7 separate regions of the Mus musculus genome follow, and regions 2, 3, 4, 5, 6 and 7 are each linked to region 1. The links are chromatin contacts, called in public Hi-C, HiChIP or PLAC-seq and promoter capture Hi-C maps. All regions are on one chromosome and are shown on one strand. The core of a region is the stretch at or near the end of the contact, and the rest is flanking DNA. Distances in the headings are between cores, read along the strand shown. Region 1 holds the start of Osr2 (odd-skipped related 2). Region 2 overlaps Gm32970 (a long non-coding RNA gene). Region 3 overlaps Vps13b (vacuolar protein sorting 13B). Region 4 holds the start of Kcns2 (K+ voltage-gated channel, subfamily S, 2). Region 5 overlaps Vps13b (vacuolar protein sorting 13B). Region 6 overlaps Stk3 (serine/threonine kinase 3). Region 7 overlaps Vps13b (vacuolar protein sorting 13B).

Region 1 (3,339 bases), core at 258-2,757:
CCAACTCTTCCTAGGCGTTCTCCTGCGTCCATCAAATTTATTCTGAAGTAGTTAAGCACTACAGGATACTGAACACTCCAGTCTCTGTCCCAGGCTCACTTCCTAATCCTTGCGAACCTACAATTGGTGAAGATGGCCTGCTAGTCCTGAATTACGTTTTACCAAAGAAACGAAAATTAATATTCACCTTGACAAAAATAAAACAAAAGGCTTTTACCTTAATGGGATCGTTTCCGTAGTGTCTGCCTGCCTTCCTGCTTGGTCTTTGACGATTCGGCTCGGCTCGTAGCTTTCTGCTTACACCTATCCATCTCCTCACATAGTTGAGGTTATTGTAATTGTCCTTTGAGGGGGCGACCGAAAAGCATCTTTTGGTGAAACACGTTTGAATTGTACAGTTCCTTTAAAAGATCTATGGTTCTGCAAGCACCAGCTAAAGTGTCCTCAAGTGGTTTGGGACGAGGGACAGTTTGCTTAGTTCTGTTCCGGCGGCGCGTTGCGTCTGAAAAGAAGTTGCTTCAAGTGGATCTTATCGTTCCCTGACATCCTTTTCCAGAGGGACTGTAATACCCTCTCATTTACACGCTCACAAAACTAAACCTTTAGGAGAACTAAGAAACCTAACAGTACATGTCAAATTCAATCAATTTTCCTGGCGGCTGAACAATGAACTCAATTTTTGCTGAGAATGAAGATAATGCACGTTTTGAGGCACTGGAATAGTTTTTTCCTAAAATTTAAAAAAGATTGTTCTTCACCCATTCCAGATGGGCAGGTTATTGTTTGCCAATGGATTGCAGATGCCCACTCCTTTGCCTAAGTTGGTTAACTGCTTATGAAATGTACATTAGCTGATTAAAGCTTAGATATTGAAAGAAATTTCTCCCGGAACATCCAGATGTCTCTGCACTAATTATGAAATTAGTCAATTGTCACCTTCATAAACAAACTTCGTTTTGAAAACAGGGAGGAAACCAGACTACACACATAGTCACAATTGACCAAAAGTATGGGCAGAACTGTTTTACATAGGAGGAAGGGCGGTATATGCTGGAAAACAAAATCTAAAACTGATAGCTTTGGCCCTTTGAAGCAGATGATCATATTAAAAGTGTTAAGATGTGTAAAATGACGCGACAGCTAACCGAGTAAAAGTACGAAATGCCCTTTGGACTTCTCTGCGGGCTTGGGGGAGCAAAGATCCAGTAGTCGGACTTCTATCGGTGTGAGGAAAGTGTCATCCAAAAAGAGGGGATGGGCGTTGTCTTTGTGTGAGGTTTGAATTGAGTCACCTTGGGCTCTGTGTCTGGGTTAACTGGGAAAACCTCAAGCAAACCTGCGCCTTTAAGACTCAGTTGCTATCCAAACACAAGTAAACAGAGTGGACCATTAGCGGGCGCCGGGCTTGGAGGCGGAGCCTGGGCGCTGCAGCCTTGCTCCTCTGCAGGACGCCCGCCGCGAGGGGAGGCGGGGCCGCTACTAAAGCCTTGGACTCCGGGCCAGGGGCAGCCTGGGGCGGGACGCGGGCTGGGACGGAGCTCAGCGCGCTCGCAGCCGGAGGGTGATGGCCCTGCAGGGCTGCGGGCTCCGACTTTACCCGCAGTCCGCGGTCAGAAACTGGCCCAGGCACCGGGATCTGGGCGAGCTCTGAGCACTCATCCCAACACGCTCGCTCTTTACACATCCCGCTTCCACGGACTGCCGAAGACCAATTACCGCTGTCGCTTTCGCTCCCCCAGATCATGTTCTCGGTTCCCGGGACAACGCGCCGAAAAAGAAGTTCTCCCAGTTTGGACCTCATGACCTTTCCAAGCTGTGCGTCCTGCTGTCCGGACCTAGTCTGAACCGCGCTGCCCAGGCAGACATCGGTTCTGGCGGTGAGTGTCCTTTCCAGGGCCAGGCTGTAGCCTTCCAAAGGAAGGGAGGGATGTGGGTGCTCAAGGGGCGCCCAGGTTCTCAGTCTGGAGCGCTACAAGTTCAGAAAATGAAAGGCAGCCGTGCGGACCCTAGTCCCGGGCCTCGTGTTCTGGCCTCCTCCGGTCCCTGCACGCGACTCCCAGCTAATACACTCAGTTGTACTTTTGTGCGCTGTCCCTTAGTTTGGTTTTGGTAGATTTACGCATTCGGCAAGATTTATAAAGGCCGATCATCGTACTTTGTGGCCAGATCCCATCACCCCGTGATATTGCTCCCCTGCTCTAGAAAGCGGGATCCACGCTTCCTCCTACTGCAGCTCCGGCACTCAGCACGGAAGGGCCGGGACACACGGTGCAATCAAGCCAGCGACTCCGAAGGCGCATTTCACAGGGGAATAGTCCAGTCATGGGTGATTATTTTTTCCAACCGTGTACTGGCCTCTTGCTTTTCCTCCTGCTCCGGTCTTCGCCCAGAGGCCAACAGGCAAGCTTCTCAGGAGCTGAGACGCTTGGGTTGTCGAGAAATAGCTCGGAATGGAGTCGCGGTTGTAGGAAGGAGGCAGGACAAGGTGTTTGTGGAGGCAGCAACGCTGGATCGGTCTCCCCACCTGTGAGCAGAGAACAAAAGAGTTCTGACTGCTTTCGAAGCGAAACTGGGTGCAGACAGCAACTTTCTCTGCTCCACAAATTCCAGTCTTGAACAGAACAAGAAAATGAAATGGAGAGGGAGGGAGCGGAGACAAACCCAGTTTATGCGGAGGGCGCCTTAATTTAATTAACTCTTCGGGAAGGCAGAGGCACGGGGAAGGGGCAGAAACTTCGTGCCCCCCCCCCACTTGACCAAATTCTCCTCCCCCACCATGATCGTAGATCTCTTTCTACTATAGCTCTCTGGCTTTTACACAGTTCTGCTGTGTTTGAACTGAAAATCAGCGAACATAACCATTCATCCATCTGTCATTTTACTCAGAAGCCCATACACAGGGTCTAGCAGATAACGCCGAACGATATTATTATTATTATTATTATTATTCAATGTAACATCACTATTACCAACGATTGGAGAGTCTTTATCAAATAATCAGGACCCCTGTGCTCTCCAGTGTTTTTAAAGTTTTACCAAACTGAAATTAATATGTACTTTGCTGACAGCCAGCGAAATTAAATTTTACAAATCGTCTAACATGCCTGAGAATTCCATTGAAAACCGATGAAAGAAATGTAGCTTTCTCTCCATTGAACCGTTTATGACTTTTCATGGTTTAACTTTCCTCGCAAAATTAAAGGTAACCAGTGGTCCGAAACATGCTAGTGGAGAGATGACAGCAGAGGGCCCATAGTTAGTGCCTGAGATGGAGTAAGTCCGCAGCCCCAACAAAACGAAAGTACCTTAGTTCCATGGGTTGACTTGAGCGATGATTTG
Region 2 (3,339 bases), core at 571-3,070, 500 kb before region 1:
ACTGCCTCCCCTGGTGACACTGCCTCCCCTGGTGGCAATACCTCCCCTGGTGACACTGCCTCCCCTGGTGGCACTGCCTCCCCTGGTGGCAATACCTCCCCTGGTGACACTGCCTCCCCAGTGACACTGCCTTTCCTGTTGATACTGCTTCTCCAGTGACACTGCCTCTCCTGGTGACATCATTGTCTCTCCAGTGACACTGCCTTGACTGGTGACACTGCTGCTTCTTCACATCCCTCGCGTGCACCAGCATCACTAACCAGTTAAGAAGCCTGAAAGCACTTCCTTTCCCATATGCAACCTAAGTATTCAACAGGCATTTATGCTTCATCTGTGCAAAGGCAGTTGGGTTCGGTACTAAGCAGAATATTTCTAGTTCACAATGGCTCCTGCAAAGCTTACAACAAAAGGCTCCAGTGAAACCACAGGCATTTGGGCAATCCCCCATTTAACCCTCATGACAACTTTTGAGGTTGATCGTTGCTCCATTTCACAGATGAAGTAATAAAGGCTCAAGGCATTTCAGTCACTTAACCTAACATCAGCCACTTAGTAGGTGGCCAAATTGAAACCAGTGTTCAAACTCTCTTTAAAATAAGTCAGCAGGGCTGAGCGGGGAATGTGAATAAATTATCTGTGAGTTGGAGCCTGCTTTTATTTAAATACTTTATTATTTTACATATCATTTAATTTTTTGCACTCATTTGGATTTTTAAAATTGTATTGCATTGAGGGGGTTGGGAGATGGCTCAGTGGTTAAGAACAGTCGCTTCTTTTCAGAGAGTTTGATTCCTAGCACCCACCTGACTGTAACTCCAGTCCCAGGAGATCAGATGATCTCTTCTGGCCTCCATGGGCATCAGGCACCCATGTTGTGCTCAGACATATATGCAGGTAAAGCATCTACACACAATTTTTTAAAGCATATATTACACTGGGCTCTAAAGCATATATTACACTGAGCTAAGGAAATGGTTCAGGGGCTTCTCAGAGTAAACTGACTAGGGAGGCCATCCATACTAGTGAGCTCTGGGTTTGATTGACAGGCCCTGACTCACTGAATAAAGCAGAAGAGAAATGAAAGACGATTCCCAACATCAGCCTTGGGCCTCCACATATATACATACACACACAGGAAAATGTGTTGCATTAAAGCATTACTTAGTGTCGAATTTTATGGCAAGGCGAGAGCTTCACCTGAAAAACACGCCGGGCTGCTATACCTCCTCCGGATGGAATCTAAACCCTGTAGGAAAAAGGTTTCCACATAACTGCTCCTGTTTTGGACACTGACTTAGGCACATCCCCAGGAGTGTATGCATTACTCTGTGATAAAGGCATATGTGTCCTGTGTTAGCTTGGACTCCTGGACCACACAGAAAGTAATGCAGACTTTCTCCAGTCCGTAGTACTGAGAGGAAGGGCTTTCTCTTATAGCCTGTCTCCACCAGTTGAGACAAGAGCTACGGGCTTCTAAGGCTACAGGGAAGGACAGGGCTCCGAGGAAGCCTGCTTCTCAGCACGGATCTGATGGGTCTGTCCAGGCTGCTCCATGCTCCGCTCTGCCCGTTCCCTGAGAGCTGTCTGGATCTATTAACCATCTAACTGTCTTTTGCTAAGATCCATGTACTCCCTATCTCTGAGCCTGGAAAGCAGTCTGACAGCTAATCACATTGCCACCTATCTGCGCTGACCACTCCAGCAGCCATGTGACTGAAGGAAACCAGCCAGAAGCCCAATTCCTGAAACTAGGCCTAACGGATAGGACAAATTTCCTGGAATTGCATCAGATAGGCAGCTGGCAGGGGTGGGGGCCAGCCTTCCCGCGGCTTGGGCTCTGTTCTGCATGGCAGAGGTTCAAAGTCCGGGTTCAACGGCCCATCTGGGTTACCCGTCTCCCACAGAAGAGAGAAGGAAGAAAGCCAGGCCCAGAGGTCCCTGGCTTAACCCTCACTGTCCTCCTGTACTTTGCCTGAGGGACAAATCTTGCTCAGGGCCTCCTAGTTTTGACAATGACCCCTCCCCCCTTCTTGGATGTTCGTAGCTTGTGCTTTTCTGGATGTTAGAGATTGGATATCCCCCAAAACTTGGTGTATTCGTTTGTTCTTCAGTGGGGAGGTAGGAAGTGATGAATTCTCGTGCTTTAGAGCCTCCTGGGAAATGGGTAAGTGGTCAGGGCACCTCCACTTGCAAGGGTTAAGGCTGGCAGCTGAAGGAGCTAATTCTCCTTAGGACAAGTTGTTATAAAATGAGCCCACCCCTACATGTTTGTTCCTTTTGTATGCAGAAATTCCTTTTCTGTCATGTGATGCAGCCAAAGGTAGAGGGAGTGTGTGTGTGTGGGGGGGTGCTCTCACATGAGGCCAAACACATGGGGCTACCCAATGTTGGACTTTTATTTCCAAATTGTGAGCTCTTAATATATCTCTTTTCTTTAAAAGCAACCTGATATTTCACATTTCTTGTTGTTGCTGTTGTTTTTGAGTCAGAGTCTCACTATGTAGCCCTGATGGCTTAGAACTCACTCTGTGGATCCCATTGGCCTCAAACTCAGAGTGCTGGGACAAACGGTGTGCGTGCACTAGTGTATTTTGATATAGCAATCCAAGATCAACCCAATACACTTGTCTTACAGCTTTAGAACCTGGAACTAAAATTAAACCCTCTCCTTCCCAACTTTGCTTTTGATCAATGTTTTATCCCAGCAAGAGAAAGCAAACCAGGATACCGTTTCTTAAGGAAGGATGTGAGAGACTAATGAAGTTCTAGTTCAAATCCAGGGATGGGGCTGAGTGAGGGCTGGGGATTTGTCAGGGCTGCTTCTTTGCTTTTCTTCCCCAGAAGAGAAATATCCCCTAAACTGGGAAATGGAGAAAGTCTGGAAAATTTGGGGTCTGCTGAGAAACATACCTTCTATCTACAACTGACACAAGCCTTAGAGAGGTTTTGAGGACATTTGAAAACAGAAAACATCTCATTTCCCAGGAAGGAGAATAAGTCCAGCTCAGGATCCCAGAAGCAGGAATGGCTGCACAGTGTTTGTCCTCTCAGTCTCCAGAACCTCTGTAGCCTCTCAGGGATCAGAGAACAGTCAGGTTTCCATAGGTTCCAAGGAGGCATGAATGAGCCAAGGACCAACGCACAAGGACTGAAATCAAAGCAGACCACACACAGCTCCCGCGTCCTTGCCCCCATGGCCAAAGACCACCAGGAAGGAGAGGCACATGGCAACCATGAACTCCTTACCAGCACTATCTCTACTCCACCCATCACAGGCCTCAAGACCTTGTAATTCACACATAACCATGGGAGGAAGCGAAATCTGAACTGTCGGGGATT
Region 3 (3,339 bases), core at 236-2,735, 460 kb after region 1:
ACCATGGAGAGGAGCAAAAGAAACAAGGAGTAGGCACCAAAGAAACTGCAAACATTCCTGGAGCAAGTGATGTGTTTAGGCTCGGATTAGTTTCTTTTCTTGCCACAGTGACAGAACACCTGACACTGACAGACTAAGTTCAGGAAGGAGAGATTTACCTTGGCTGGTGGTCTGAGCATGTGGTCTGTCTGTCCAGGCTGGCATGACTGCAGGAGCAGCTCCTGTCTGTGGTGATGGGAGGCTGTGACTACTTCTTTCCCCTTCTTATTCCCTGCAAACCCCATCCCCCACCCTGTCTATGGAGAGTGCTGCTCACATCTGCAGTAGTTCTCCACACATTCTTCTCACCCCTCAGTTAAACCTCCCCAGAAATACCCTCATGGAAGCTCCCCAGAGTGTACATCAGTAGACCTCCAATCAGATAGACAACCCAAATTAACAATCACGCCTTATATAGGTACTTCCTTGATGAGAGATGCTCACTAAATGAGTTTAGTACAATTCATTCATGGTAGAAAACTAGTGCAATCATCTTCTCATTGTAACTTCTATGCCGTGGTTTGAGGTAGGACAAGGAAACATCTAAAAAGACAGTGCTTGGTCATAAAGATGTACAGCTAAATAATTGTCACAATAGTGGTGATACCAGCTCACAGTGAAAGCACCAAAGAGCACTACTGATGATTCAAGTTGAGATGGCCAGCGTCATGGAGAGCAGAACACACCCAGCCCCCCTTTTACTGAAGCGATCAGGTCTGCCACTGCTGAAGACCTTGATGTCGAACCTTCAGGGAGAACACACTGCTTTCACTGCAGTCAGCAGCTTTCTAGGTTTCCAGGTCTTGTTACTCTGAATACCCGATCTCCATTGTCCACTGTCTTTAAGATTATGGTTTTTTTGAATGCTGTATCAAAAATCAGAATTTGAATTATTGAGTGAGAATGTATGTGACAACCCAATAAGAGGAAAAGGCATCTTATTGAAAAGATTTTATTGAAATTATGCAGGAAGTCAAGCTGGATGATACGTTGGTTAGTTCTGTGTTTCGCACTTAGCCCTGCGGTAGGACTGGGAAGAACACTGTCCTTGTGTGCACAGCCACCCAGGCGCACTGGTTTCCAGCTGAGCTTTACTTATCTGAAATAAAATAGTAGCTTTTACAAATAAAATTCCAGAGGAAGAAGCACTTAGCAAAGAAGCTTTTCTTCATAGATGTTATGATTTGAGTATAACAAGCCATATTGAACCCATTGGGGTTTTGGTAAGAGATTTCATAATACATCATAAATGTAAGTAATATGATGACTAATGCTTCAAGTCAAGTTGGAACATTTTAAATGAGAAAATAGCTGGAACCATTTTCAGGAAACTTTCCAATTGATGTTTGGTCCCCCACAAGGTGTGCATTACCATCAACTGAGGAGAATCACCTCTGGGGCTTGAATTCCCACTCTGTTTTCATTACTGCAATATGATTCTTCCCCTTTCCCTATGAGGTCACCTTGTAGGGTGTAGCTGCATGAAATAACTGCAGGATCTCTGTGACAGGCTAGTCTCAATCAGTCTGCTTCCTGGTAGCTCTTCAGAAAGTTTGGAAGGGTAATTAGGATCTAATAATTGACAGCCTCAGGTTTATTTAGTAACTTAAGGATACAAAATATGTTCCAGGCTTGGTAAGAAACTGAATCTGCAGACAAGATGACTCAGCTGGGACATTCTATTGCTACATTTTCTTAAAATCTAAACTTTGAAAATGCTTATTACAGTTCAGTAAAAATTTTGAAAATTTTCAAAACTCTCAAGCCCAAGATTCTGAGAATTGGACAAAAGGCCACATTCACAGTCTGGCTGATTCTAGCTGTTTGTAGTTCTTGAACAGTATTGTTCCGGATAATCCTCCTCTGGATCTCCATCAAAAACACTTCTGAGTCTGTCTCCGTCAAACACACCCTTTCCTGTTTTTATTTTAGTGATGAGGTTACTTCATTTCATCAATTTGAGTAGGAAGAGTGGATGCCTCCTCCTGCAGTGAGGTTCCAGTTCCTTAGTGGACCTGCTCTGCTACTTGGGAAGGCACGGTGCCATGGATAGTCATCTCACAATGCTTTTCCACCTCTGCCCAGGGTGCCTGGGGGCTGCCCCAGGAATAGCGTCTACATGCACAATTGCATGTACTTTTCAAGCAGGGTCAAGGGACTCTGGTGGCTGAAAGGCATTGTGCACAGAGGTTGCACTGCATATAAACATAAATTTTCAAACATGAATAATTGTAGTGTTTTAAATGCCTCCCTGTTTCTTCTTGGAAAGGTAGCAGTATCGTTATCTTTTGCTATGTCTAGATCTTTGAAATTTCAGGCTCCCTAAAAACTTTGATCGGTTGTATTCAGTACTAGGAGGGTTTACTTGTGACGCCAAATTTGTCATCATCTGGAGATTCAAGGTCTGACACATACAGAACAGCTTGGACATAACTCCGCAGGAACGAAACCAGTGCTTTAGGGCCAGCGAGCTCTTGCAGTCGTCACACATTGCTGAGGGGCAGTCACTCAGAAATCAGCATTAAACCACACTTCACACTCAGGATACACAAGTGATGGCTGAGAAACAGAAGCAAACCTGAAATTATTTTCATATTCTGAGGAATCTGTGCGTCTGACTTCACTGGGGCCTTAAGAGAGGCCCGTGTAAGGAAGCATACCCGTGACCCTGCTCGGAGGGCCCGGCTTCTGCCCGGTGTTAAGGCTCAGCTGACCCTGTATGCAGTGCTAAGCTCCTGGCGCATCTTACAAGGCATAAGAAAGGAAGCTGTACTTGCCTTCTCACTTTTGTACTATTTTTTTTTTAATAAATACCATAGTCCATCCTTTCATCTGCTCAAGGAAATGATTTTCATTTCCGAGCATTCAAGAGCATTCAGTAAAATAAGGTCAATAATGCAGCTCAGATGCATATATAGTTGAATATTGCCAAAATTACTACATTTCTGGTATACATTTCATTTTTCTGAGTTAATCAGAATTTGAATTCTACTGATTAACAAGAGCCTGCATTTCAGATATATTTTGTAATATCACCAGGTGTGAAAGGCTGTGCTTATTTAAGGTCCCACCAAAGTTGCCTGTGCTGTGAGTTTCACTAAGCAGACTTAGGTTTAAAGCTCCTCATTTTCATCTGTTGCATCCTTTGATCTTAATAAATTTAATAGTGGCCCTATGATTCTGCTAACATTTAGAAATAATGCTCCATCATCCTCAGATTCTGAAGAGGGGCCACTTACAGCTTATGGTTCAGAATCTGTTGGATTGGATTGCTGTGCAAACTCTGGGAAGAGGCGAAGC
Region 4 (3,339 bases), core at 244-2,743, 460 kb before region 1:
AAATAAGACAGGGATAGGGGGATGGATTGGGAGAGGAAAGAGGGCAGCAAGGCAGTAGTAGATAGGGTGACATGAATAAAGCACAGTGATAAATGCATGAAGATGGCAGATACCAACTGGCAGATCACTCCCTACACACACACACACACACACACACACACACACACCAGCACCACCGCCACCACCACTGTTGCCACTACTAGCATCAAACATCAAAGAACGGAAGCTCACATGAACCACACCACATTATTCTTCTTCCCATATGGAACTGCTTTTGCAGGAAGACCCACACTCACAGAAGCTTCAGAGACATGGGTGTAGCGTCCTTTTAGTGAGGACACATGTAACCAATGCACACATCATATATGCTCAAAGGTGAGTGGCTGATACAAAGACTCATACTTGGATCCACTGATCCAACACAAAACTAGATCAAGGATTCTTTTCAGACCCTCTGAGGGAGCTTAAAGCAGGCTAGTCTTTTGCACTGTTTGCATAGTTCTGGGGATCAATACCTAGGGCCTTGTACATACCAGACAAATGCTCTGACCGGAGTTCAGCTCCAACCCATCAAACAATCTAGAGCCAGAACACCTCTCAATTCAGGTGGCACCCTTAGAGCCACATATGAAGAATGTGTTTCTCGTGGTTGCACTGTTTTTCCTGAGTCTGGAGCCACCTTATAAGAACTGTCCTATTACTTCTGACCAAGACATGAGGACACCAGCTCTCTGCTAACAATGCATGCCACAGTCTGAAAATGAGGACCATGTATTTGCTCAGAGACCAGGGGGATACCAAGGAATAAGGGTCTATTTCTTGGCTTGGCCAATATGAGGGCCCTATGTCTTATGATTGGGAATTCTGTGCTGAAGTCAGTGTTTATACAGCACACAGTTTCTCACACTGTATGCACATACCACACTAATGCATGTCCAGATCCTCATACATGGCACACTGTATGCATCTTCGCATCCATCAGAAGACATATTTGTCAATACTTTACACAGATTTTGGGTAGTCCTACTCCTCAGATTGCACACACGCACAGAACTCCAAGTACTCCTCTGAAGCTCACACTGGCTTGTACATACACGGTATCATGCAGAGTTCTCAAACAGAACTCCATTACTCCTCCCCATGCCAACAGGACCTGTGCACACACCCAAGCTCCTGCCCCACCCATATCCCTGCCACAGCTCAACCTCAGTCTTCTCTGACAGCTCCCATTTTCCGATAACCCCATTTCCAGGTATAGGAAACTTTTCTTCAGGTTTCTAAAAGAGGAAGCCGAAGCCGGTAGATCATTCCGTTGCTGCCCTATCCGCCCTATACATAAAAGCCATCCTTCATTCTCCAGTCTGTTTCCTACAGACCCGGCGAGGGAGGAAAGTCACTGTAGGCAACCCTCTGTCTGAGCCCTGGGGGTGCTGACAATAACAGCTGTCCCTGGAGGATGCCGAGGGAGGGGGAAAAGGTGTCAGCTCCGTGCAAAGCTGGGGGGCGCCCGAAGAACAGAATGATGCTCCGGAACGTCTCAAGAGTCTGGGCGGCGACTGTGCCCCGGGCTGGCGCGCTCGGAGCTGTCCGTTCAGCACCACCGCGCAGCACCAGGCTCAAGGCCCTCTGCAAGGCGCACCGGCTCGGTTCCCGCCCCCGCTCCACGGGCGCCTGCGGCGTGGGCTCCTGCCTCTCGTGGTGGGTGAGGGGCGCGCAGATCGGAAGAGGGGGGCTCCACGAGCGTCGGGGCCACGCAGCCACCTGTGAGCCTCTCGCGGATGTGGGCGGTGGTGTGTGCGGCCGGAGACTGAAGGAGGCGCACGGTGGACCCCGCCTGCCCGGTGGCGGGGCACACAGACAAGCACTCACATCTACATCCTCGCACCCGCGCGCACTCGCGCAGCCAGCCAACGGCGTCCACCGCGGTGATGCTTGCCAGCAGGTCGGGGAAGTTTCCCGCCGGCCTCTGCCGCGGGCTCCCGTGCACCCAGGTAAGCGCTTTTAGAACGCGCAAGGCGAGCTCCGGGAAGGCGCAGCGCACGCGGCCGGGGAGCACGGCGCCAGAAGGGCGCGGGGGTGGTGGTAGGAAGGGGGCTGGGAATGGAATCGGTCCTTGAAGGCTGGAGATCTGGGACGCTGAGTTGACCCTTTTAGCCCTCGGCCCAGATTTACAGATTAGAGCGGTGAATTTCCTTGCCTCCTCCCAAATCTCCGCGCCCCCTTCTTGGCCCAGCCCTGCCAGTGCGCATCTCAGCTTGGGTCCCGCCTGTCTGCGGCGAGAGGGCGGGGGCGTCTCCTTGGTCTGCTCACAGGCAAGGTCAGCACACAGCCCCCTTGGGCTTTCAGAGCCGACAGGCGCCACTCCCTGGAGGAGGTGGAGGCCCGGGTGTACTCGTGGAAACATACACCCTTGTCTTGCCTTGGGAAGGGAGTCAACTCCCATAGACCCATTCCTGCACCCCAGTGCTGGACCTCACCTAGAGACCCTGCTGGAGAGGCCAGTCAGATGAGGGTGAAGAGAAAACAAGAGAAAGACTTGGGGTGGGGAGTGCCGGCGCTCACATAGATGCTGTTCCCTCTGCTTTCAGGTGTAGCGCCCCCGCGCGGCGCGGGCGCCTGGGCATCTCCAGCATGACCCGCCAGAGCCTGTGGGATGTGTCCGATACCGACGTCGAGGATGGAGAGATCCGCATCAATGTGGGTGGCTTCAAGAGACGGCTGCGTTCCCATACGCTGCTGCGCTTCCCTGAGACACGCCTGGGCCGTCTGCTCCTCTGCCACTCGCGAGAGGCCATTCTGGAACTCTGCGATGACTACGATGACGTTCAGCGTGAGTTCTACTTCGACCGTAACCCCGAGCTCTTCCCCTATGTGTTGCATTTCTACCACACCGGCAAGCTTCACGTCATGGCTGAGCTGTGCGTCTTCTCCTTCAGCCAGGAGATCGAGTACTGGGGTATCAATGAGTTCTTCATCGACTCTTGCTGCAGCTATAGCTATCACGGCCGCAAAGTGGAACCTGAGCAGGAGAAATGGGACGAGCAGAGTGACCAGGAAAGCACCACTTCCTCCTTCGATGAGATCTTGGCCTTCTATAATGATGCTTCCAAGTTCGATGGGCAACCCCTGGGCAACTTCCGCAGGCAGCTGTGGCTGGCGTTGGACAACCCAGGCTACTCAGTCCTAAGCAGGGTCTTCAGTGTCCTTTCCATCTTGGTGGTGTTGGGCTCCATCATCACCATGTGCCTCAATAGCCTGCCAGACTTCCAAATCCCTGATAGCCAGGGTAACCCCGGTGAAGACCCCAGGTTCGAAATTGTGGAGCACTTTGGCATTGCT
Region 5 (3,339 bases), core at 519-3,018, 400 kb after region 1:
GTATACACACACACACATATACACACATACATGCACACAGGCATACATACATACATACATACATACACATACACGCATACACACATTTGTGTGCATGTGTGTATGTGAGAGAAACAGAGACAGAGATTTCAAAATAGGAAGTCTCAGAGAGTCGATGGTTTTATTCCATAGGCAATGGTCTGCCATAACCATAGTCTTTCATCTGCTGTCCGTTACATGGAATTACCACTTTTTCTTGAGTATTGTCTTGTGATTAGTTTGCTTAGAATGTTTTTGTAGTTCTTGCAGAACAGCATTTTCCAAACAGTAGTACACATGAAAATTGCTGGGTATTTATCAGTGGACTTCAGCTTTAGCTCAGATGTTTGACTTGAGGCCCTAGAATAAATAAGTGCCCTAGAGCTTGATGGATGTCATACTCAAGAGGCCCTGTTTTAAGGCTGAGGGGCATCAGAGAAAGTATTGACATTTTTAAAGCTGTCACCTAGGGTCTTTCTGGGTGCTGCCTTTCCAACCTTGTCTTCCATTATTCTCACATTACCTTTACAACTATGCAGAAAACTACCTTCTTAAAGTGACTGAAAGTTGTTAACTCTCGAAGTATACTACATTGTAAAATTCCTGGTGATCTAAATCAAGCTGAGTTGAGCTATTTTTACAACTTTCTACCTGTTTCACATACAATACCGAGTATGTGGAAGATTATTGTGCTAATTTTCATGGAAAGGCAAAGGAGAAGCAGGACCATTTTCTTTTCTTTTTTTTTTTTTTTTTTTTTTTTTTTTTTCCATTTTTTATTAGGTATTTAGCTCATTTACATTTCCAATGCTATACCAAAAGTCCCCCTTACCCACCCACCCCCACTCCCCTACCCACCCACTCCCCCCCTTTGGCCCTGGCGTTCCCCTGTACCGGGGCACACAAAGTCTGCGTAGGACCATTTTCTAATGATATAGAATTGGCAATAATGTTCTAGAAATGTTCTCTCTTCTTGGTTACTTTTCATTTCAGGACTTTTACAGTATTATTTTTCAGAGTATTAATATGAATGACAGAAGAACATATTGCCTTAGTTCAGTTTGCATTTGATCTGTTTTAGGAAGTTAGAATGTAGTCAGGGAAGTTTGCAAATGAGCCTTAGTTTTGCAATTACTTGGTGGATTTCCTTATGTCAACAAGATAACAAAATCCTGAGGGTTGAGCTACTTCAAAGAAACTGGAGTTAGAAACAAAAGTCAATTTGCTATTTTGTTAAGTAACTATATTCTGTTGGGCAGTGATAACCTGCTACTAGGTAAGATTAACTGCGAATGTGCTCAACTTAGTCTGCATATTAGAAATTAGTTTTAAAGCATGCTGATTTTTTGCTTCATTTCCATGAATTCCATAATTTCTTTAAATAATTATGTGAATCATCTGATAATCAAATAAGAATTTAGATATACTTTATCAGTAGACATTCAAGTTCAGCTACAGTTTTGTTAAGTTCATAGTTGTAAGGCAGTAGCCCATTGGAATATTTAATAACCAGTCCTGTACATTGCTCCAGAAGCTAAACACATATTTTTGTTTGGCTCCTACAGAGAGTGCATAGGCTCAGTAAACTTTCATCTGCTCCAGGGTTCGGGCTGATTCCATCTTAAAGTAAATTTATGAGAGTGGCTGATGTGATACAGTTGTTTCTAGTAAAATGAGAGTGGCTCTAAAGAGCCAATCCAAGTCAGTCTCTACGTAAGTCTATGAGAAACAGACTGCAGCTCAGACACCACTGTAAAGCCTGATCTAATGAGCACTTGCAGCTGACTTAATCCTATTGCAGGGCTGTAAGCAGCCATGGGACAAAATGGTTTCCACATTGACATCAGTGGAAAGAGCTTTAGATTTTATCAGCAGAAAGAATATATACCTTGTACACACGGTAGCCACTTTTAAAGAATTAGCATCATGATCCTTTCTAAGCCAGGTTGTTCCTGATGCAAGCCCGGATTAAAAGTGCCCAGAATGTGTTGTTTTGTTTTCTTAAAACCTGAGTTCATTAAAAAATGAAAACTTGTCAAACTTAAAACTCTGAATATAATATAAAGAATGACCAACTTACTGTGATTCATTATGCATGTAAGAAACATATAAATAGACCTGGAGAGACAATGAGAACTGGCCCTGCGTTCAGACCCTGCAATGAAAAGTTTTCCTTAGTACTAATTTATTTTCTTGAGCTTAGGAATTGCTGAAAGTAAGTTTAGGCTATACAAGCTTAGGAGTAAGGGAAACTAGCATAAAAGGTAGATGTTGAGTAACCTGTGCCCCTGTGGGTGGGTCATTAAACCCCACGCCCTTTTTTTTCTTTCTGGTCTACCATTTTGAAATACAAATAATGATCTAAGTATTATAGTCCATTAACACTAGTCCCAGCCCTTTTCCTAATTTACAACTTAGGTTAGACCACATATCACAATAAAACTCAACCTTGGGGCTAGAGAGATGGCTTAGTGGTTAAGAGCACTGACTGCTCTTCTGAAGGTCCTGAGTTCAAATCCCAGCAACCACATGGTGTCTCACAACCATCCATAATGAAGACAGCTATGGCGTATTTACATATAATAAATAAATCTTAAAAAAAAACAAAACTCAACCTTGACTGAGCTACCTCTATAATTCAGTTAGTACAACAATGTCTTGAACTGTGAGGATGTGAATAGACACTTAGCAGGCAGGCTTGGTAAGTAAATCTACAGAGACCTGGGATGGTCACCTCTTAACAGGGGAAAACTGAGACTCTAGTACACTGCTGCGTCTGTTGAGCACGATGAGTGTCCTTTGTGCTTCCTTTTTGAATTCTTGCCTCATTGTTGACAAAACTTGTCATTGATGGAACAGTTACATTGTGTGGGATGTTGTATAACATCTGGTTTGGAGAAATTAAAGCATTAAAATTTTGTTTTACTGTACTCTATAATATTCAACTTTACACCTTGCTTCTTCATTAAGTTTCAGTTTTGTTGTACTTGAAGTCTCCTTTAGTCCTTAGGCTGGCCTAGAAGTTGCTAAAAAGACCAAGGATGGCCTGGAATTCTGAATCCTCTTGCCTTTACATTCCAAGTGCTGTGATTACACGATGTACCACCACCACCACAAGCTTAAGTTTCTTTAAATAAATAATACCATTGACTGGGCTCACTGAAGGAAGCTCTTTACACCAAAGCCCATTTTACCTACCATATCACTGAGTTGAAATAGCAATTCCTCATAATATTTTTCTAACCTATAATACTGAGAAATTAGAAGTATAAAAATAAACTCTTGTTTCTTGATAAAATAAATACAATGTTCTATTTATGT
Region 6 (3,339 bases), core at 336-2,835, 410 kb before region 1:
CCAACTCCAGGAGAGAGCGTCTCCCCTCGCTCCTTCATTAACATTGTCTAACATATGGCTTAGGGAGCTGGCCCGGTAGGCACCTGCTTGCCATGCAAGCATGAGGACCTGAGCTCAGATTCTCATCACTCATGTAAAAGTTGGGTGATCTAATTCCAGTGCTGGGTGAGGGACACAGCATACTGACAGGCTGATCCCTTGAGCTAGTCTAGTCACATTAGTGAGTCCAGGTTCAGGGAGAGACCCTGCATTAAAAAGAAAGTATGATGGAGGGAAAACATCCAGGAGGGTATAAAATGAGACCAAGGGAACATTACTGTCTTAGGGTCCTATGATCGAGGTATCAACTTCCAAAGGTAACCATCCAAGACTCTAGTCTACGGAGAGGACTATAGTGTCTGTGCACTGAGCCATCCTGTTTGTCATTACTTGTAATAAGCACTCAGCAAACCTCATGCTTGGACCATTATGGTAAACGAATGGGCTGCAAGGACTTTTACAGTGTTTCAATGGAAAAGGTGTGAGTGGGGTAGGGCTTAAACATTCTGGTTTCACTTGGTAGAGCACAAAGCACGAGGGAGTCTGCCTCTAGTATTACCTTTAAAATGAGTACCTCCCCAAATGTCCCCAGAGTCTGTCAGTGCCAGGGCAGTACCAAGCTGACATACCTGGGAGGCCAGGCTCCAGCCAGACACCTGCTTTCTGAGTGGCTTCACAACTACTGTGACAACACAAGCGAGCCCCAGCTGGGGCTCTTCAGAGTGCATCGAATCTCACTTTGCATCTACACACTGCCCTGCCAGGAGACTGTGGTCGTGAGTGGAAACTTGGGGATCAGAATGTGAGCTCTGGTTTGAATAATACACATTAATATGAAGTAGTTTTACTAGTAAATCTTTACATTTTATTTTACAGGATGAAATTTCAGCTTACTCTTTAAAAAGTCCATTTTAATAAGGATTAAGGGGAAATGCATCTGTAATTAGGAAGCAAATGAGAGCCATGCTGTTGGGTTATCTCTGCTGGAATAATAATAACGCAGCTATGCAATACAGAAGTCAACGTGCTCCTGAGGAACTTTCCATGTACAAGTGGCTGGAATATTTTGTTGTTTAAGGAATCGTCTACGCACTGTTTTGTATTCTCAGATAACACTATGTGATCCCCAGTCCCGAGTGATACAGCAGACCAAGCCCTACGTGCCTAACACCTGGAATGAACAGAAGCAGTGAGCAAGAATAGTGTAAAAAAGATGTTCCTTGCCTTTTTTATTTCAGAAGAGGTACAAAACCAAAATAGACAAAATTAAATTTGCTAAGAAACTATTGTTAAACAGAATCATATTCCTTAAAGCCGGTTCACACACACTGCCCTCTCTGGCTATCAGTGTTCTCTTTCAGTTCCACTGGCCCATTTTCTATTAGGGACATTCACACGAGAAAACTTTATCAGCTCCTTCTCTTTTGCCAGAGTGTGTCATGTGTGAGAGGCCCCGAGGCCCACCATCATCAAGCACAGTCTCTGTATCCTCAGCACCTCACTGAAGCCCAGCTGCAGTGCTGACAGGCATGGCTCTGGCTATTGCTTTCTTCCTGCAGATGTGTTAACTGCCTCATTTCATCATCCTCACTACAAAGCCTGCTGCCAGACTGTCCTCTTTCTCACAGTCCACAATGGCTGTCATGTCAGCAGCTGCACCAGGCTATGCTGCTCAAAAAAGGAAGCACTCTTAAATATGAAGGCATCTGTGGGTTTTGTTAACTACCTTCCAATTTTTCAGTCACCCCAAACTGTTTTTCACTGATCTTTTTGCATTCTAAATTATAACAATACCAAACAGGGCACGTGACTCTGCCAGGATGATGGCAGTGGATTTTTCTCTTTCCCTGGGAAATCTCTGCTCTGATCATTCAAATGAGACACTGTTTAGTGGCTCCTAAAGGAGTGGGCTTCTTAGCTAGCTTAGAGCAGAGTGAATAACCTGCTACTATTTTTCGAAAGGCTTTTAAGTCTCATTAAGAAAGTTACTACTGGAAGCCAGTAGAAAGAAGTAAAATTAAACACTCCAACATTACCTGAATTGTATGGAGTGAGTTCTGAGTGAGCAATCCTCAACAGGGTGGAGGTGAGGTCAAACACAGGAGGTGCACACATTTGTGAAGGATGGATACCTCCAGCTGATCGCTGGCTCTTGAGTAGTTAGGAAGACGGGTCCCTTTCAGATTAATGGTTTGTGGAACCGAAGAACATGAAGCCACTGTGCTCCACAGACATGAGCAATTGTTTACTGAAGCCCCCCTCACAACGACAAGGTTTCACTCGGCCTCCATGAGAACATTATGTCTTTGGCTAGCCAGCACCCTCTGCTGCCCATAGTTGGTGCTGCACATCTTCCACCTTTAAGAGAGAAGACCTGCTTTTCTATTTTTAAATTTCACCTTTTTTTTTTTTTTAATTTAGCATTATGTGTTTTGAAACTCTTGTCTAGACCAGAAAGGAATCACCAATAGCATTGATGGGCTGTGTGTAAGGCAGTAAACTATGTATGGATAAGTTTGGCAACTAGGGACTAATAAGCTGTTTCAAGGCTTCAGTGAGAAAGTATCCCTCAGAACGTGTTGGACACTCCCTGGGGAGCCGAGTGAGTGAAAAGACCTGGACGGCATTCGGCTATTTAATGTTTTCAGGCTAGCTCTACAGGAGATATTCTTTTATATGGATTCATGTTACTATGGATATGTCTATACAATGCAGTAGTTACATGAATCAACTGCTTGCCTCCAGCAGACACTGTAATCTTACCTAAGGCAACAGTTTTGTGAAACAGTAAAATACTATAACTTTTGAAAGTTTACAGTTTTAGAAACACCAGAGTTTATTTGAACATTCAGGAGGCTGGAGAGATGGCTCAGCAACCGACACTGGCCGCTCTTCCAGGGTCCCTAGGTTCCATTTCTAGCACCCATAGGACAGATTACAACCCCTGCAACTCCAGTTCCAGAGGATCCCACATCCTCTTGTGGCCTTGATGGGCACTGCACACATATGATTTACACACAGACATGCAGGCAGAACAAGTATTTTATACATAAAATAATCTTTAAAAATGTTAACTTCTCAAGACATGTAGTTATTGAAAGGTAGCCAGAATCTGAACATAGTTAAGGTTAATAACAAAGATACACGGTTTCCACCATAGCGAATGTTTCCATTAGAGGGTTTCACAAAGGCTGTAAATTAGATTCAGTTGTTTTTTTGTTTTTTGTTTTTTTTTTCTTCAGAATGTCAATGGCTCTTAAGTCTAAACAAAATGAATCAATCCATGGCTTCTTCACATCC
Region 7 (3,339 bases), core at 485-2,984, 390 kb after region 1:
TAATGTGTGCTCTCTCTAGTTTCTTTTTGGAGGCACTCAGAGCTATGAGTTTTCCTCTTAGGAATGCTTTCATTGTGTCCCATAAGTTTTGGTATGTTGTAACTTCATTTTCATTAAACTCCAAAAAGTCCTTAATTTCTTTCTTTATTCCTTCCTTGACCAAGGTATCATTGAGAAGAGTGTTGTTCAGTTTCCCCGTGAATGTTGGCTTTCTATTATTTATTTTGTTATTGAAGATCAGCCTTAGTCCATGGTGATCTGATAGGATGCATGGGACAATTTCAATATTTTTGTATATGTTGAGGCTTGTTTTGTGACCAATTATGTGGTCAGTTTTGGAGAAGGTACCATGAGGTGCTGAGAAGAAGGTATATCGTTTTGTTTTAGGATAAAATGTTCTGTAGATATCTGTTAAGTCCATTTGTTTCATCACTTCTGTTAGTTTCACTGTGTCCCTGTTTAGTTTCTGTTTCCATGATCTGTCCATTGGTGAAAGTGGTGTGTTGAAGTCTCCCACTATTATTGTGTGAGGTGCAATGTGTGCTTTGAGCTTTACTAAAGTTTCTTTAATGAATGTGGCTGCCCTTCCAATTTTTTATTAGGTATTTTCTTTATTTACATTTCAGATGCTGTCCCAAAAGTCCCCTGTACTCGCCCCCTGCTCCTGTACCCACCCACTCCCACTTCTTGGCCCTGGTGTTCCCCTGTACTGGGGCATATAAAGTTTAGTATGCAGATTTCTAGAAAAGCTTTTTCATCATTGTCTTCCTCTGTGGAATGACACAATGCAGGTAATTATTTGGCATACTCTGACCATGTGATACCAGAAGTCACACATTCCTGAGATGTAAAAGACAACTCCGCTGCACCCAATAGCACTTCACAATACATGAGGAAAAGAATGTATATTGTTGATACCCCTGTATCTGGGTTTCAATGTGAACAGTATTCTAAAGGTGAGTTGATAACCCTAGGATGGTTGTGAGTATGCAGTGGATGGCACTCTATAAACTTACAACTGGATTCTGCAATTCATGAAAATTCCTATCTCTGTTTCTAGAACTGGAAAAATACAAGGTGCAGTATACACCTCCAAAGAATTGAAAGAAATTGGTATCCATCACTGATTGGGGACAGGCTCAGAACATGTTATGAAGCACTGACCTAGAGGCTGTAGTGCTGTGAGAATAGAATATGTATGTGCTTCACAGCTCAAGCTGAGGTTAGACTTGTAGGAATCGTCTGCAAGCATGTGGCCTTCAAACCTAAGTGCCCTGGGTTTATTCTCCTATTGTGGTGTAAGGACTTTCAACTAGAAACTGAAGCATTAGCACCACATAGAACCACATATTGTTTAAATGCTACAGTGAACCTCTCTTGTTTTCTTATCCTATGATCACACTTTTAAAAGTAAACTAAATAGAAGAGGAAGGGGGCCGGCATGCCCTTGGTTATGTTAATTTGGCATCAGTGATGACGGTTATTCCTTTATAGTAAGTAATCTTCTAATTAAGCCTCCTCGCAGAGGTGGTGTAAGGAGTAACACATGCTCATTTCAAATCATTGCCTTAGAGAGAATGAAGCTTTTAGAACAAAATGGAAACCATGTTTTTGGAAGACCAGAAGCACTGTAAAAGTGTTGTGGGAGTCCTTTGAACCAGGCCATGTGTGTCCTGGAGAAGAAACAGAGCAACCCAACACTAATCGAGCATTACTTCCTTTTCCTCCTTCCTCCTCCCCCACTTGACCACTTGGTTTAGCCACTTCCTTAGCTTTGCTTTCCCAATTGCTCCCTGTACAGTTTCTCTTGCTTGACTGTCTCATGTGTGTTTGGTGCCTCTTACTGTTATTTGAGAAAAAGAAAAGGTCATACTTGTAAAAAGGAAAAAAAAATTTTTTTGACTTAGCCATCAGACATATATAGTATTTAGTCTACAGTTTTTAGCCTAGGCTTCATTACTATTTCTAAAGTGATGGGTGTTTACACTTGAAGTGATGTTTTTATTTCCCTAGACTTTGTCCTGTTATTACCTTTAGTCTCTGTGCAAGTACCTAACAAAACTACATCAAGCAATAGAGCCTGATAAGGTCACATCTCAAAACATATTACTGTCACACTGTCTTTTGCTTCTGCTGCCTCTCCAGGCCTAGCACACTGATGTCCACTATAATTTACCTTTCTTCCTATCCATGCTTAGCTGTCTTCTCCCCAACCCTAAATTCTGGCACTTTAATTATTGATTCTTTCATGTGTACTTTTCAGATTTCCCCGTGATTTTTTTTTAGATTCATGTTTTTGTGTTATAAAAATATTTTTATGTATTTTATATAAAGAGAAAATCCCAAGGAAAATAGGTTATAACTAATTTGCTGTCATACCTGTGAGCAAAAACAGTGATAACCAAGTGACCATTCAGAGTTACAGATTCAGAGTTCTCTGCTAAGTTTGTATGTTTCTTCTAAGCCTACTTATAGGCTTTTCTTACAATTACATAAAAAAATCACTTCAAAAAACTAACAGTAGTGCCATGAGAATATATGCAAGGTTTTATACATTTTTAGTTCTCTTATTTCTAGGCCTTTGTCTCCTTTTCAGTGCTGTTTTATATCAAATAACTAAATTCCCCTAGATGAGAGAACTACATAAGAAAACCAGCAGCCTAAGCTTACTCATCTTGCTTCCATTCTTTTAACCATCTTTACTGGAGGGCTTGTGTCCTAGGTGACTCCTATCATTCTTTTTAAAGAGTGGCCAATAGTACTTTTTTAAATTATGAAATTTATTATTTATAAATTATTTTGTAAATCTATCTGTAAAAAATACTGGACTGTCCAGGAATGCCCTGGAGAAGACGCAAACCCCAGCCCTAGGCACTCTGCATTCGTGTTCCTGTCTGTTAGTTGAGCAGCTGCTGTGCTCTGTGACATCAGTCATCTGTTATTCCATGTCACTTTGTGTGAAGTATGCTAAATGTTTTATGTCTTAGTTCCCTTCATTACATAATCAGCCTCTGACTTGAAAGTTTCAGATTGTAAAGTTTTCTCTATTTATTATATGTAAGTACATTGTATCTGTCTTCAGACACTTTTTCTTCTCTCTCTGGCCCAAATATTTCTTTATTAATTGTATGTAAGTACACTGTAGTTGACTCCAGATGCACCAGAAGAGGGCATCAGATCTCATTATAGATGGTTGTGGGCCACCATGTGGTTGGTAGGATTTGAACTCAGGACCTTCGGAAGAGCAATCAGTGCTCCTAACTGCTGAGCCATCTCTGCATTTCCCTGATGGCTAAGGATGTTGAGCATTTCTTTAAGTGCTTTTCAGCCATTTGAGAT

Evidence for each region. Promoter capture Hi-C pulls out the DNA fragments that hold promoters and counts their contacts. Hi-C and Micro-C count contacts between places; a contact is called where the count stands out from the background. HiChIP or PLAC-seq counts read pairs in DNA pulled down with a chosen protein or histone mark.
Region 2: a FOXA1 HiChIP or PLAC-seq map of pancreatic cancer cells shows a contact between it and region 1. The contact joins the enhancer-like site here to the promoter of Osr2 in region 1. A contact is called at or near these places in 3 of 39 promoter capture datasets (the 3T3-L1 cell line and pre-B cells) and 3 of 115 datasets of contacts at active chromatin or transcription factors (astrocytes, pancreatic cancer cells and pro-B cells).
Region 3: a contact with region 1 is called in a promoter capture Hi-C map of cranial neural crest. The contact joins the enhancer-like site here to the promoter of Osr2 in region 1. A contact is called at or near these places in 10 of 39 promoter capture datasets (the 3T3-L1 cell line, 3T3-L1-derived adipocytes, the C10 cell line and 7 more), 6 of 484 Hi-C or Micro-C datasets (all in uterus), 1 of 115 datasets of contacts at active chromatin or transcription factors (craniofacial prominence) and 1 of 9 other capture datasets (liver).
Region 4: a contact with region 1 is called in a promoter capture Hi-C map of pre-B cells, with 6 times the contacts expected there. The contact joins the promoter of Kcns2 here to the promoter of Osr2 in region 1. A contact is called at or near these places in 14 of 39 promoter capture datasets (the 3T3-L1 cell line, 3T3-L1-derived adipocytes, the C10 cell line and 8 more), 4 of 484 Hi-C or Micro-C datasets (cortical neurons and embryonic stem cells), 7 of 115 datasets of contacts at active chromatin or transcription factors (craniofacial prominence, embryonic stem cells and pro-B cells) and 1 of 9 other capture datasets (embryonic stem cells).
Region 5: a contact with region 1 is called in a Hi-C map of embryonic limb bud, with 2.1 times the contacts expected there. The contact joins the enhancer-like site here to the promoter of Osr2 in region 1. A contact is called at or near these places in 7 of 39 promoter capture datasets (the 3T3-L1 cell line, cranial neural crest, frontonasal cranial neural crest and 3 more), 2 of 484 Hi-C or Micro-C datasets (embryonic limb bud and myocytes) and 5 of 115 datasets of contacts at active chromatin or transcription factors (craniofacial prominence, embryonic forebrain, embryonic limb bud and 2 more).
Region 6: an H3K27ac HiChIP or PLAC-seq map of embryonic stem cells shows a contact between it and region 1, with 7 times the contacts expected there. The contact joins the enhancer-like site here to the promoter of Osr2 in region 1. A contact is called at or near these places in 5 of 39 promoter capture datasets (the 3T3-L1 cell line, the C10 cell line, pre-B cells and 1 more) and 2 of 115 datasets of contacts at active chromatin or transcription factors (bone marrow-derived macrophages and embryonic stem cells).
Region 7: a promoter capture Hi-C map of pre-B cells shows a contact between it and region 1, with 3 times the contacts expected there. The contact joins the enhancer-like site here to the promoter of Osr2 in region 1. A contact is called at or near these places in 11 of 39 promoter capture datasets (the 3T3-L1 cell line, 3T3-L1-derived adipocytes, the C10 cell line and 6 more), 1 of 15 datasets of contacts at CTCF or cohesin (pro-B cells), 6 of 484 Hi-C or Micro-C datasets (the C2C12 cell line, the HL-1 cell line, embryonic limb bud and 3 more) and 5 of 115 datasets of contacts at active chromatin or transcription factors (astrocytes, craniofacial prominence, embryonic limb bud and 2 more).

The regions. Positions count from the first base shown.
Region 1 is chr15:35,294,591-35,297,929 of GRCm38.p6, forward strand. It overlaps Osr2 (odd-skipped related 2), which reads left to right and starts at 1,508. Exons shown (of 4, transcript NM_001368665.1): 1 at 1,508-1,877. Gm52178 (a long non-coding RNA gene) reads right to left here and starts at 1,444. Exons shown (of 3, transcript XR_003951500.1): 1 at 218-1,444.
Region 2 is chr15:34,793,606-34,796,944 of GRCm38.p6, forward strand. All of the region lies in intron 2 of Gm32970 (a long non-coding RNA gene), which reads right to left. Among named protein-coding and RNA genes, the nearest start is that of Kcns2, 42 kb to the right of the region's middle. Within about 2 kb of position 1,821, at least 35 of the 459 cell types and tissues checked have an H3K27ac peak or open chromatin away from gene starts, as enhancers often do.
Region 3 is chr15:35,759,031-35,762,369 of GRCm38.p6, forward strand. All of the region lies in intron 35 of Vps13b (vacuolar protein sorting 13B), which reads left to right. Among named protein-coding and RNA genes, the nearest start is that of Mir875, 100 kb to the left of the region's middle. Within about 2 kb of position 1,486, at least 10 of the 459 cell types and tissues checked have an H3K27ac peak or open chromatin away from gene starts, as enhancers often do.
Region 4 is chr15:34,835,862-34,839,200 of GRCm38.p6, forward strand. It overlaps Kcns2 (K+ voltage-gated channel, subfamily S, 2), which reads left to right and starts at 1,494. Exons shown (of 2, transcript NM_181317.4): 1 at 1,494-1,991; 2 at 2,589-3,339. The coding sequence starts at 2,632. Gm32970 (a long non-coding RNA gene) reads right to left here and starts at 2,814. Exons shown (of 7, transcript XR_383919.3): 1 at 2,478-2,814.
Region 5 is chr15:35,697,528-35,700,866 of GRCm38.p6, forward strand. The region is part of intron 33 of Vps13b (vacuolar protein sorting 13B); the gene reads left to right. Among named protein-coding and RNA genes, the nearest start is that of Mir875, 38 kb to the left of the region's middle. Within about 2 kb of position 1,769, at least 5 of the 459 cell types and tissues checked have an H3K27ac peak or open chromatin away from gene starts, as enhancers often do. A contact at or near this core is called in embryonic limb bud, where this site is marked.
Region 6 is chr15:34,889,241-34,892,579 of GRCm38.p6, forward strand. The region is part of intron 10 of Stk3 (serine/threonine kinase 3); the gene reads right to left. Among named protein-coding and RNA genes, the nearest start is that of Gm52204, 19 kb to the right of the region's middle. Within about 2 kb of position 1,586, at least 42 of the 459 cell types and tissues checked have an H3K27ac peak or open chromatin away from gene starts, as enhancers often do. A contact at or near this core is called in pre-B cells, where this site is marked.
Region 7 is chr15:35,680,162-35,683,500 of GRCm38.p6, forward strand. The region is part of intron 33 of Vps13b (vacuolar protein sorting 13B); the gene reads left to right. Among named protein-coding and RNA genes, the nearest start is that of Mir875, 21 kb to the left of the region's middle. Within about 2 kb of position 1,735, at least 12 of the 459 cell types and tissues checked have an H3K27ac peak or open chromatin away from gene starts, as enhancers often do. A contact at or near this core is called in pre-B cells, where this site is marked.